2 separate regions of the Mus musculus genome follow, and region 2 is linked to region 1. A link is a contact called in public promoter capture Hi-C data. All regions are on one chromosome and are shown on one strand. Each heading gives the region's core, a stretch centred on a gene start, on an enhancer-like site or on the middle of the called end of the contact. The rest is flanking DNA. Distances are from core to core; before and after follow the strand shown.

Region 1 (6,604 bases), core at 1,919-4,418:
CCAGCTGCTAAAGGAAGTAGCTGAATTGCAAGGGGAGAAGGGAAGAAAAGGCATACCATGCACAGGGAGCATTGCCAAAGTGAAGGAGGAAGAAGGCTAAAGCCTATTTAGGACACCCTGCTTGGCTGAGGAAAAGCAGAGCTAAACACTAAAGGCCTAGTGAGCCAGCAGAGGGCACGTGACATCCGGAAGCTTCAGAGGGCAGAGCTTGCAGGAGTGCAATGTAGAGCGCATCCACTCTAAACCTAGAGACAGAACAGAGGCTGCAGGCATGGAGGAACAGCTAAGGCACTTGCTGCTCTTACACCGGAACCGGAACCGGAACCGGAACCGGAACCAGTTCCCAGCACTCATATCAGGTGGGCCACAAAAACCTCTAAGCCTTGCTCTAGGGAATCTGACACCCTCCTTTAAGCCTTTTCAGGTACCTTCACACGGACAGGCACAGAAGAGAGAGTGACAGAGAGAGAGAGAGAGAGAGAGAGAGAAGAGAGAGAGAGAGAGAGAGAGAGAGAGAGAGAGAAACAGACAGATTCAGAAGAATAGAGAAAATGATAATAATAATAATAATAATAATAATAATAATAATAATAATAATAATAATAAGGAGGGACTGGAGCGATGACTCAGTAGGTAAGAGCATAGCACCCACATGACAGTTGTCTATGTAACTCAAGCTCCAGTGAATTTGACACCCTCGCACAGGCACAGAGTGCAGGCAAAACACCAATGCATATAAAATAAATAATAAAATAAATAATTTCAATACAATTATAGTGTAAAATGTAATACATAAAAACATGGGCTTGGAAATCAGAGATGTTTGAAGTTAAGCTCTGTTCTATAAATTATTAGCTTTTTTTAAGAAGTTGATTTTTAAATTTTCTAAAGTTCCCCATCTATAAAATGACAGTAATCACCCTTACCTATAATCAGGACACAAAAAGCCTTCCACAGACATCCCCTTTCATAACTGCTGAGATTATGATTAATGGGATTTTTGTTTTTCATCTCAGAACCACCAGCAAGCAGAAGTTTTCACAGAAGATGACCAATCACATAATCACCTTAATGTTTTCCGTTTATTTCATTTTTGAATGATCGCATGTACACGTGTGTCTCGTGTGTGTGCATGTGTGGTAGTCAGAGGACAGTAACTGGTTCTCACTTCTATGTGAGTCCCAGGGATTAAACTCAGGTTGTCAAGCTTGGTGACAAGTGCCAACCTGGTGACCCATCTCACCAGCCCCCATCAGCCTACTTTCTTGAGTCAAATTATTATTCCGACTCGAGAGAAGTACTGAACCGAAAGAGCTATTGTTTAGTTGTATGTGTGAGAATGTCTCCAACTTCTTTTTTTCCAATGAATCCTTCCAGGGCTGAGAGGCTATCCCAGTGGTAGAGTGTTTGCTTACCATATAGAAGACCCTGTGTTCACCTCCAACACAACAAAAAATAAATACACCATCCTGGCCAAAGATCTATATAGAGTTCAATGGCCTTTTATAGGTAAAGTAGCTATGTAGCGATGTCTACCTAACTCATGTAGTGATATAATGGGTTCTCAGAACCATGGAAATAGTATTTGATATCATTCATCTCATTTAGCTAATGGATTTAATATTATGGGCAAGGAAAGATCCAAGATTCTGAGTTCTCCCTGGAATTCTGAGTTTTCCCCTCAAACTTTATTTCTGTGTCTGCCACTTGGGACTAGGTTTCTCTTTTAGGTAAGTCTATGTCGAAATACACATGGAGAGCGCTTACCCAGTGCTAAGTATGTGCTGGGCGTTGTATCTTACATGGATTCGCTTCACTAACTCCCATTATAACTCCAATGATGTTGGATGCTGTGTCCCAAGGAGACAAGGTAATTTGTTCTTACCAACAAACCAACAAACCATCTTGCTGGCCAAAGAAACTACATTTTGCAAGCTTTTGTTGTTGTTGTTGCAAATTTATAGGTCTTTCCATAATTTGGTCTCACATAATCTGTGATTTAATCTCATTTCTTCATATTTCCTAACACAAGTTCTAAAGAGATCCCTTTCTTTACATTCTATTTTTCAATGACTGCACTTATTTGTTTTGTTTTGTTTTGAGACAGGGTTTCTCTGTATAGCCCTGGCTGTCCTGGAACTCACTTTGTAGACCAGGCTGGCCTCAAACTCAGAAATCTGCCTGCCTCTGCCTTCCGAGTGCTGGGATCAAAGGCGTGCGCCACCACGCCCGACTCAATGACTGCACTTTAATCTACAATCTATTCCACAGTTTAGCTTATATTACCTAGTGAGTATTATTAATACCATATTGAATTTATTGGTCTGATCTTATTTTACAGGCCAGAGAGCTCACTAAGTTACTCAAAAACATACACAATTTGTAAGTAGCGAAGATAGGATTTGAACACAGAAATCAAATCTTTTCAAATTAACTTCAAACTACCGTTCTTTTGGCGTTATGTTCTCATACAGGTCCTGAAAAGCCACCCTTATTTTCATCATTACCATTTTCTAACCTGCAGCTGAAGAAATCCCAATCCAAAAAGCTATTTGAAGCCATTTGCTTTGTCTTTCAATGCCTCACACATGTCATATGAGTTCCATGAGAGAAGCAACGACGGACAACCCTGGCTTCCCAAGCCCTGAAGAACTTGCTGCCCACACGCACTTCAATAAATAAACATACAGCTATACAGACATTCGGGAACAGTATTTGGGAAGATTTGCTCCAATAATAGCAATATATTTTAAATACAGAAGACGTGGAACACAGTGATTCCCTATGAATGCAAATGTGCAGCGCATCATTAATTACAAAGCTGAGCTTCTAAAGCACGGTTTAGGTTTTCTCTTCATACTTAGCGGTGGAGTTGTTCATGCATCTAAAAATCACAACCTTTAGAGAGGGTAGCCACTTTGAACACTTGTTCAGCCTTATTTAGGATTAAAGTTTATGCCTGGAGGTCTCTGGAGAGGGGAAACCTGGGTCCTTGTTTTCTGTTGGGACTAATGAGATTGGACAGCCGGCTCAGCCCCACCTCTCTTTCAGATCTTTGGCCCAGACTCCCAAAACACTGGGCCCCTCACAAAGATGGCACGAAAGAGGGCTGGACCAATGGGGAGTGGCGTTGCTCGCGGTTGCCTAGGTAACAGCCAATGAACAGCAGGAATTGTGCCCAGTGCGGCCCGTCAGGGATGGCGGCGTCCAGTGTGGCTGAGGCGGGTGGAGGTGGCGGAGGGGAGAGTGGCAGTTGGGAGCCCAGAGCAGCAAAGATCCTAGCTGCTGGAGACCCGCATCGCGTTGGGGCGTGACAGTCGTCGCCCAGAAGCCAAGCTCAGGTAGGCTCGCGACGCGGGTGGGAGGAGGACCTGGGAGTGCGGTCCACCAGGTAGGGACTAAGGCGGCAAGCAGGTGACTGGGCTAGGGAGCGAGCCTCTGTCCTGGCTGTACTGACCAGAAGGTGGCTGTGAGTGGGACCCCAAAATTGGGTTTGGAATTTCGATCCAGAGGTTGTAGCCCCGGAGAACACAGAACACTGGTTATCGAGAGGGGTGTGCCAGGCTGTGTCTGGAGGGAATGCCAGACCCATGAGAGCCTGAAGAGCCTGTGTGGTGGGGGCCGACCCCCCCAAAAAAGGACGGAGCCGGGCTGGGATGAAAAATGCAGTGGAAGACTGGGTTGCCTGGTGAAAGTCTGGGGCTTTGTTTAATCTAGGGCGCGTCTGTGCCACAGGTAGGGAGAGGTCCCACATACTGAGGCTTGGGAAATGGATTGTCATCTCTGCAATTCCGCATCCACAAACAACTTAGGTACCAACCTGAGTAACTTCGCTTTATTAGAGCCCAGCACAGGCATTCTCCTTTCCCTTGGCATAAAATAGTGTCCAGACAATATTACTTCGGAGAGTCCACCACTCTTGGTTCATCGTGTTTTTAAAAACCTTCCTGTACCAGTGTTCTCTTTTCATCTTTTTGCATCTAACTATCCCACATTCTTCCTAAATAAGACCTGCTTATAGTAACAATGCCCCTGTTTACTTTCCAGCTAGGAAGGGGATTCGAATTATAAAGTTCAAAACCTAATTATTTCATATTCATTTAAAAACACATTTTATAAAACAGTATTTCCAGTTTCCTAATATTTGTTCATCAAAGCTTTCATTTTTTTTCTCCTCTTAGGGTTCTAAAAACCCAAGGTTGCTTCCCTTTTTTTGTTTTTTTTGTTTGTTTGTTTGTTTGTTTTTGGTTGCTTCCTTTATAACTAAAAGATTGCCAACCCAAGAAAGTGGTTTTGGGGACATTTTGGAGATTGTGTGAGTAGTTTGGGTGGCTACTTCCAAACAGTCTCTAACTGGGATATGATTATTCGTAGATTGGAGGGGGGAACTGTTGTTATTTTGTTTTTTTTTTTTTGTTTTTTTTTTTTAAAGGCATGTGCCACCATTGCCCGGTGACTTGTACACTCTTTTTTTTTTAATTTAATTTATTTATTTATTTATTTATTATATGGAAGTACATTGTAGCTGTCTTCAGACACTCCAGAAGAGGGAGTCAGATCTCCTTACGGATGGTTGTGAGCCACCATGTGGTTGCTGGGATTTGAACTCTGGACCTTCGGAAGAACAGTCGGGTGCTCTTACCCACTGAGCCATCTCACCAGCCGGTTATTTTGTTTTAAAACTTCTTAATTTAAGCTGAACATGGTGGAGCCTTAGGACGCAAAGGTAGATCTTTGTGAGTTCAAGGCCAGCCTGGTCTACATAGTGAGTTCCAGGACAAGGACTACATAGATCCTCTTTCAAAAAACAAACAAAAACTTCTTAATTTAGACAAAAGTTGCTGCAAATACATAAATGTTCTTTAGTAAGCTTGGTTTTATGAGGGGTGGGGAGACAATGAGACACACAAGAAATGGCTCAGCAATAGTGAATAGTGTTTACTAGCCAGGAATTAGTTCTTAGCACCTACATGGTGGCTCGCAGCACCTGTAACTCCAGTACCAGGGCATCTAAAGTCCTCTCGGGCTTCCATGGGCTCTTGTACACACGTAGCATACATACACTCATGCAGGTTCACATTGAAACACATGAATTTAAAGCACTTTTAAAAAATGAAAACAACTTCTTATCGGGTGCTCTTACCCGCTGAGCCATCTCACCAGCCCTGTCTTTGGGTTTTATTTGGAGCCATCCATGGATTTTTTTTTTTTTTAAGTAAAATATCAAAGGATATGGTCTCCTTTGCACGGTCCTAGGACTTCGGATTACAGAGACAGAATAGTACTTTTAGATTATGTTTCGGACTGGTCTTTTGCAGCTTGTCTATCACGAGTATAGAAAGGGCTCTGTGGGAATGTGAGTCGTCTTGGTTTGTGACTGTATTCTTCCGTGTATAGCTTGAAAGCTTGGGGCATCAATTTTCTTCAGCAGGATCATATAAGCAAGTATTGTGAACATCGATCTGTGTCCGTTATTAAAGTGTTGGGCTTTTTTCCACTAGTACTGGCTACACTTTATTAAACTATATTTGAGCCAGACGATGGTGGCGCACGCCTTTAATCCCAGCACTCGGGAGGCAGAGGCAGGCAGATTTCTGAGTTTGAGGCCAGCCTGGTCTACAGAGTGAGTTCCAGGACAGCCAGGGCTATGCAGAGAAACCCTGTCTCGAAAAAGCCAAAATAAATAAATAAATAAATAAATAATAATAATAAAATAAAATAAAAACAAAACAACAACAACAAAAAACAAAAAAACTATATTTGTCTCAGTAACTATGGATAATCTTGGTTACCGGTGAAATTCCCTCTTGGCCTCGTGGCTGTGGAGCTATTAATTAATACTGATAGTTACAAGATTCATTAGTTAAAAATTCAAACACTGTCCCAGGTAGTGACAGTATCAGCTGTTTGGACACATGTTGCATTTCCTAGCCAAATGTATTCAGCCATAGCCTGAGGTCCATGAGTTCCACATGTGGTCCTTTTAATTAGCACTTCTGATTTGAGTCTTGAGACTGGGCATGGTCCTGACAAACTACTTCTGAATTTACTGTATCACCCTAGATCAAAAAGGAATGGAAATTTGTAATGTATACTCTAGAAAACCAGCACAGAATGGTGTCAGGGGTGGGTTAGCAGATGGTATTCTGTTTATTATCACTAAACAATGAATTAACCCAACACTTAGCAGCTTAAAACGACCCCACAATACTCCCAGATCCTATGGGCCAGGAATCTAGACCTGACATCATGGAGATAGCCTCTGTTTATTTCTTCAGTAGTTTCTCCGATGAGTGGGTCAGAGTCTGGGAACTGGAACCGATTGACAGCTCCTTCACTAATGCCTGCTCCTGTCTGAGCATACCGGTCTCTGTGAGTTCGAGACCAGCCTGATCTACAGAGCAAGCTCCAGGGACAGCCAGGGCTACACAGAGAAACCCTGTCTTGAAACTTCTTCCCACCTCCCATCCCCAAAATTGGAATATCAACTGGAGAAACAGATCATGCCCTGTACCTTCTGGCTTCCTCATCACTTGGGAACCTCCAGATAATATATTCAATTTTAGAATGACACTTTTATTTCCGTATTTACTTACTTATTTCT
Region 2 (6,604 bases), core at 2,526-5,025, 4.3 Mb before region 1:
AGCTAGTTTCTAAAAAACTGTACTGTGCCTTCTATCATTGTTTCGTCTGGATATACATAAAGCTGCCAGTCTGCACAGATCGTGGCCTATACGCCACAGATCAAAACTTAGTCGCTGCAAGTGACGAAGGCCAAACATTGGCTCAATCAACTCTGCACAGAGCACTGCAGCGAGAGCCAGGCTGAGCCCCATGAGCACCTACATTCTAAAGAGTAAGCCGGGAGGCACTGGGCTCAAAGGAAGAGCTGGGACATCTCACGATTTGAGGCTCCTAAGGATCACATTAAATTTCCCCATAAATCCAGCAGAGAAGTAGTTGAAGATTGAATTCAACAAAAGCTCTTTTAGCAATTAGTGTTTAAGAAAACCAAAACAAACAGCAACAACTAAAACCTGCGTTCCCTCGGAATGGACAGGAAAACAGCAGACTTGTAAAGCACACTAAATGAAACCCCTCAGCAGAAGAAAGTGTGCAGCGAGCCCATAAACTCGGCATTTGAGCCGCCTCACGTGGACCACTCCACAGACCACAGAGTGGAGTTGGCCTTTGCCTGCCCCTGGAACATGGACAGGAGTGCACTCTGCAAGTGGGCTAAACTACTGAGGGAAAGCTAACGACCAAATAAAAGACATAGTACAAGAGATCCCAGCAAGTGTGCCAGGACCATGCAATTCAAACCCTATTTTAAAACCAGTAAGTCTGGTTTCATCCTCTTTGCCAGGATGTTACTAGCCTTTGTTAAAATCCTTATTCTTGGGGGAGGGGGGAGGCTAAGTTATTTATAGAAGTCATAAGAAAGAAAGTCACTAAAATAGCTTAGGATCTGCCCAAGGGAGTTAGGTAAAGGGACAAATCTCTATGTCTTTAACTGTGATTTCACCAAATCATTTGACTAAACCCATAACCAGCTGGATTTAGAAATGGTTTTGGGATGGATAGAGGAAAGAAAGGGACCCCATTAAGGCTGTAGAACCCTAAAAAAGAAAGATTCCATATTCTCCCCCAACTTCTGCTGCCAATCTCCCACAGCCCTTGATGTGGCCTAGGTCCGTCCAGCAACAAGCAGTCGCACTGTGCTTTCTGTCCTTTGCCCGACTGCTGGCACACTGCAGCTCCCGCAGACAGCCTCCCAAGAGAGGGCACATCGAGAAGAGGCTTTAAGAAGTGTCACAGAATGGCTATGAATCAAGCAAAGTTAGCCATATACTCAGTCAGATGGATGGGGGAAAAAATCAGATTTTACACTTAGGAAGAGATGCGGTCCAAGGGCCCAGGGGATCCCTTACCTTAATTCCCAGAACACTTTCTTTCTTTCTCTCTATAGGGTAGTTAGTTGCAGGACAAGACACCAGGCTCTGCCTCCCTACTTTGATTCTGTCTTGCTCGGCTATCTCAACTATCAAACAGCCAGAGTTTTCCTGGTGGTCAGGGACCACTAGCTAAAATGCTACCCCTCAAACCCCCAAAGAAAGCCCATAACCAGACCCAAGCAGTTTAGTCAGTCATACTGCTGTGAGAACTGAAGGGGCTGGTAAGATCCTACACATGAGGGATAGGAATAAACTTCAGTATCTCAATTCTGCAACTCCCTTTGAGTCTTAGAAAGAACCAGTTCCTAAGCTGGTTCCTCTTAGATTCCTGCATCTAGGTAGCATTTCTTACTTCACAAAGTGTTGTACATGCCTTTTCATTTGTTACCACATTCTGGTCTACTTCTGGGGATACAGCCTCACTGAAAGCTTATAACAGAAAGAAAATAGTATAACTACCCTTGGTCTTTGCTTCCATACCTCTAACAGGCAACTCTGTCTTGATGACCATGTAGGTGACATAAAACCAGGTGCCCCCTATTCTGCACAGGGACTTTCCCTCACACTTAAACAAGATCAGAGCAAACAGTATGGCAAGGTCAGCCCCGTTTTTCTCATGACATGGGACAAGTTCATCACAACTAATACAGAGGTGCCATTGAAATGGGTGATTAAGTTAGCAAGAGCCACTACCCACTCAGAAGCAATCTTCAAAACACTAGTCAGCCAGGAACTAGGCTGCCCTGCACAGATGCCTTGCCAGCATGGCTCCTGGCTACCCGGACAGGCTGGTCCCCAGACCCTCCTGGCTGTCAGTTTCCTTTGCATTATTATCCCAGTGACACACGGGGGGGGGGGGTAACCTCAGCTCTCTACAGCCCATCTCCCATCTCCAGAGGCAATAAGAGGATGCCACATAGGAAAAAGATTCAGCTTTAAAGGGTGTGTAACCTGCAAAGGCATCCCTCACTTCAGGACCACCATTTGCCAATACCCCAAGGCAAGGAACTTTTCAGGATCATACAATACAACGACTGCCTGCCTGAATGTGGCCACCTCTGAATCTATTTTTGGTTCAGAAAGACCACAAGGACTTGTCTCATAACACCTGTTTTGTCTGAAGGCTGACTGAAGAAACAGGATGCAAAAAAGAATAGGAGACGAGAAAGTGCCATTTCTACCCCCAAAGACAGCCAGCCCATTTGGAAACTGATCTTTTACAGGGCATCTTTAAACTTCGGCTGAAATCACGAAGACAAGACAGAATGCGCTTCTTCATTCCTCCTGCCCACTCAGGTCTCTGTCACGCACCTGGTGGCGAGCTATGATCCCCTTCAATCCCGAGCTAATGCTTGGCTCTCCCGAAACCTGTTCTTAACTAACGTCCTAAAGCTAAAGCAGCTGCAAAGCCAGAAGCAAGCTCTGCAGAGAGAAAGAGAACTGTGCAGAGTAAGCAAAAAGTTTATCTGGAAGAGCTGCTCTGTCAAACTTCAAGAGCAACAGCTTCGCACTGAATGACAGAAGCTCCTGCGCTCGGGAAGGTCCCGAAAGAAGACTGAAAGAAGGCCTCTCCTCAACTCTTCCCTCATCAAAGGCACAATGCCCTCATCTTGCTCCCTCCTAACCCACAGGGGCGTCCTGGTTCCCGGACCGCCCTAGACTACGCGGTCTTGTGCCCTCCAAAGCCCTCTCAAATGCTCTCCAGGCCCCGCCTCACTCCCCCCCCCATCCCACCCCAGCCGCCCCCTGGCTCCCCCAAGCCCACTAATGACCCACCACAGGCGCCCCCTCCTTTCTCCACGTTTACAGTTCGCTCTTACAGTCCCCCCTCCGCTTCTGTATACACCCCCAGTTCTCGGTTGTCCTAATCCGGGTTAACCCCTCACTACTCAAGGGATCCATTAACCCTTTGTCCCCATTCCCAACTTCTGTCCTAACTCCTTCCACAGCACCAGGAAGCTCCTGGTTCCCCAGTACTTAAACCGTTTTCTTCCTCCCCCTTCTGCAAATTACTTCGTCCCGGGTGTTCGAAGCTTTCCCGGCCGGACCCCGTCCTCCCGAGGCCCAGAGCATACCAGTACTTGACGATAGCGGTAACCTGGAGCGGGTTCGGCTGGTCAGGGTAGAGGCGGCGACACTCTCCGTAGATGGCGTGCAGTCCCGGGGGAAAGAGTGAAGCAAAGGCCGGAGGGGCACTAGGGCCAGAGGCCGGGGGCGCGGCGGGACCGGGGGCGACGCTAGGCCGCAGCTCCGCCATTGGGGCGCGTAGGGCGCGCGGAGAACCCGGGAGGGTAGAGGAGGGAAAGCGCCCCTATGGGCCAGCGGACCCACTGTGGATGAGACTCCCCGAGGCGATGGGGGCTACGGCGAGGTCTAACTCCGCGCCTGCGCACGAGGCTCCGTCCGCCCAAGCCGGAGCCTTCAAGACGTCGGCCAGAGGATGCTGTGGGACCGCGGGGAGCTCCAAGGGGCGGGGCGTCAGCGTGCCCTTTCCTGACACCTATTGGCTAGTGTCTTTGCCAGTCACAAGTGGGGAAGGCGTGACTTGACAATAGACTCCGCCTCCCTGCCCCTGGGTTGGGAGCGTCCCAAGGATCTTGGCCTCCCCCTAGTGTTAGGAGGAACCCAGTTTAGAACAGAGACTTGGTACCTTGAGGCGCCAGGGTCCTATGAAAGCTCTACACAACTACTAAGAAGCGCTTAATATTGTTTTACTAATACACAATTTTAAGATAAGCTTGACAACTAATTCATTAGACAGTATGTCATTATTATTAATGTTACAACTCTAATATTTCTTGGAACTATTGACAAAAAGGGTAACTCGAAATGTGCCTGGGGAAAATGCCTGGCTGTTTTAAAAAAAATTTACCTATTCTTTCTCTTCGCCTGGATGTTGTCATCCATCAAGGTCAAGAAAAATAATAAAACAATTTCTAAACCTTTAGATGATATTTTAGGCCCGTGGTTTTGTGGCATCCAACGTACAGGTATTTTTTTATAACCTCCATTGGCTTTTGCTTCATGGGTTTTGTCTTGTTTTGCTTTTTGTTTCATTTTTTTGTTTTTCGGGACAGGGTTTTTCTCTATAGCCCCTCGCTGTCCTGGAACTCTGTAAACCAGACTAGCCTCGAAAGAGGTGGGATTAAAGGCTTCCAGCACCACTCCCGGTGCTGCTGGGATATGTGTTGGGCAAGCATTCTACCACTGAGCGACAGATGTTTATTAATGGTTTGTATTGCCCAAGTGAAGGAATGGCTGAGAGATAGAACTACTCTGTAAAATTCAACCGCCCCTGAAGTACTGACAAATCCAAACCCAACTACTCACAAGTACTTCAGACTCCAAAATTTAAGAGTGTACTGGAAACCCCTTCGAAGGGATCTCAAATCCAGTCATGCAAGATAATCATCAACACTGTGGCTCTTTAATCTACAAACACTACAGACCCCACCATGTGTAGGAAATACACTGTCCAATCTCCTAAATCCGATCGGGCTGGGACCCGGTTTGGAGCGCAAGCCCTGGGGCAAAGAATGCTGGGGATTGTAGTTCCTCCGAGGCGAGGTCGGGCGGCTCCCTGGATGCCCAGTACCGGCGACTAGACTGCGCATGCGTGTCAGTGGCGTTTGCTGCGGACCGGGCTGGCAGTTCCTTCCTCGGAGGGAAAGATTCCTCTGCCATGGAGTCCTACGATGTGATCGCCAACCAGCCTGTTGTGATCGACAACGTGAGTAGCATCTTTCCTATCTTTAAAGGGACTGTGTTCTCCTCCAGGAAGGATTGTTTCCGCGGTTTCAGCCTAGGCCGCCAGCTCTTTGTCACTGGCTCGGCCTGTCAGGCGGGTTCAGCTGCCGCCGCCCGCGTCCTCCTCACATCCATAGTTTGAAGGCAGGGCGGCCAGCCAACATCCGTGTAATGGAGAATTTGAGGGTAGACAAAGGAAAGAGCTGTAGCCCGGGAAGGGTCCGTGGACCCTTGGCTCAGGGGGCCTTAACCGTTCTCTTAGAGCCCGACACCCGCCTTCGCTCTGGTTTTCCATCACTCAATTGGCTACTCTTGCTGTCTATCTTAGCCTATTGGTCCCGCCTTTGGGCCTTGCCGGATTAGAACAGCACTCCGCAGTCATTGGCTCCGGCGCTTGTCGCTCTTCCGGTCGCCATAGTGTTTCCCTTCTGTAAGGGGCGGTGCCGTGCAGTAGAGCTGTAGGGATTGGCTCGGCAACTCAGGGTGCGGAAGGCGATGGCTGGTCCACCGGTGAAAAAGGACAGTTTCCTTGGGTGTGAGCTGGAGGGGCAATTTAGTGAACTGTATCTGGGTGGGGCCGGACAAACCGGTACCAGAAATGGCCATGGGATTTCAGTTATTTTTGTGATTATAAATTATAGTTAGTCAAGGTAAAGAAGAAAGGGGGGTGACAAAGCAGGCGAGATGCTTTGATGTTTGCAGTGCCCAGGTGAGAGGCAGGGGGATTATCAGACACAGTGGTTGTCAGGTGCGCTAGCGTTTCCAGGACGCTTTGCACCAACATGCAAGTCGAAGCCTCCCAAAAAGTGAATGGTTAAGGAGGAAGTTTGCCCCTCTTTTCACAGTACGAACACGGAAGGTGGAGGTGACCAAGGTCATACAGCAATGGTGCCCCACAACTTCATCGCCTTATCTAAATGGCAATCCTTTGCTAAGCACCGCTCCACACATGCATCGATAAAGACAAATAGAAAGAACTTAAGTATTGCTTTTATGAGGAGGGACATTTGTCTTAATTTCTGAGTTTCACTCAAAGGTTTGGTCCCTCCCACACTGGTTAGAATCTTCCTACTTTCTGGGTCCCTCCCCTGAGGCAAACTACCAGTTCCCTCTGACCTAGGCTGACCTTTTCAGAGTCACTGTGATGTTCCGGCCCTCTGGGACCTGGACATGCCACTAGGTCCTTTTCTTTGTGTCGTAGGTGGATAGAGGTTGCTTTCTCCTGTTTATGCAGGAACAGGAGGATTGGGGAGGTTTTTCAAACCACCCACTTTAGGAGTTAAGGATCCAAGACTCACAAAAAAGATCCAAGACTCACACAGGAATCTGGTTCCAAGTTCTTCAAGGAAGGCGGTTTTATTTGTTGTGAATTTTTAAAAGGGAGGCTGAGGCTGGGGTGTATAGCCCAGATGGTATTGCTTGTCTGACATGCGTGAAATCCTGGGCTCCCTCCTCAGCACAGCATAAACTTTTGGTGTATAATCAGGTATAGTGGTCCGGGTCTGGAATCCCAGCACTAGAGAGGTGGAGGCAGGAAAGTCAGAAA

Evidence for each region. Promoter capture Hi-C pulls out the DNA fragments that hold promoters and counts their contacts.
Region 2: a promoter capture Hi-C map of pre-B cells shows a contact between it and region 1, with 2.9 times the contacts expected there. The contact joins the promoter of Sufu here to the promoter of Morn4 in region 1. A contact is called at or near these places in 3 of 39 promoter capture datasets (cranial neural crest, pre-B cells and second pharyngeal arch cranial neural crest).

The regions. Positions count from the first base shown.
Region 1 is chr19:42,082,934-42,089,537 of GRCm38.p6, reverse strand. It overlaps Morn4 (MORN repeat containing 4), which reads left to right and starts at 3,168. Exons shown (of 5, transcript NM_198108.2): 1 at 3,168-3,341.
Region 2 is chr19:46,394,067-46,400,670 of GRCm38.p6, reverse strand. It overlaps Sufu (SUFU negative regulator of hedgehog signaling), which reads right to left and starts at 3,775. Exons shown (of 12, transcript NM_001025391.2): 1 at 3,387-3,775. The coding sequence starts at 3,568. Actr1a (ARP1 actin-related protein 1A, centractin alpha) reads left to right here and starts at 4,930. Exons shown (of 11, transcript NM_016860.2): 1 at 4,930-5,041. The coding sequence starts at 4,994.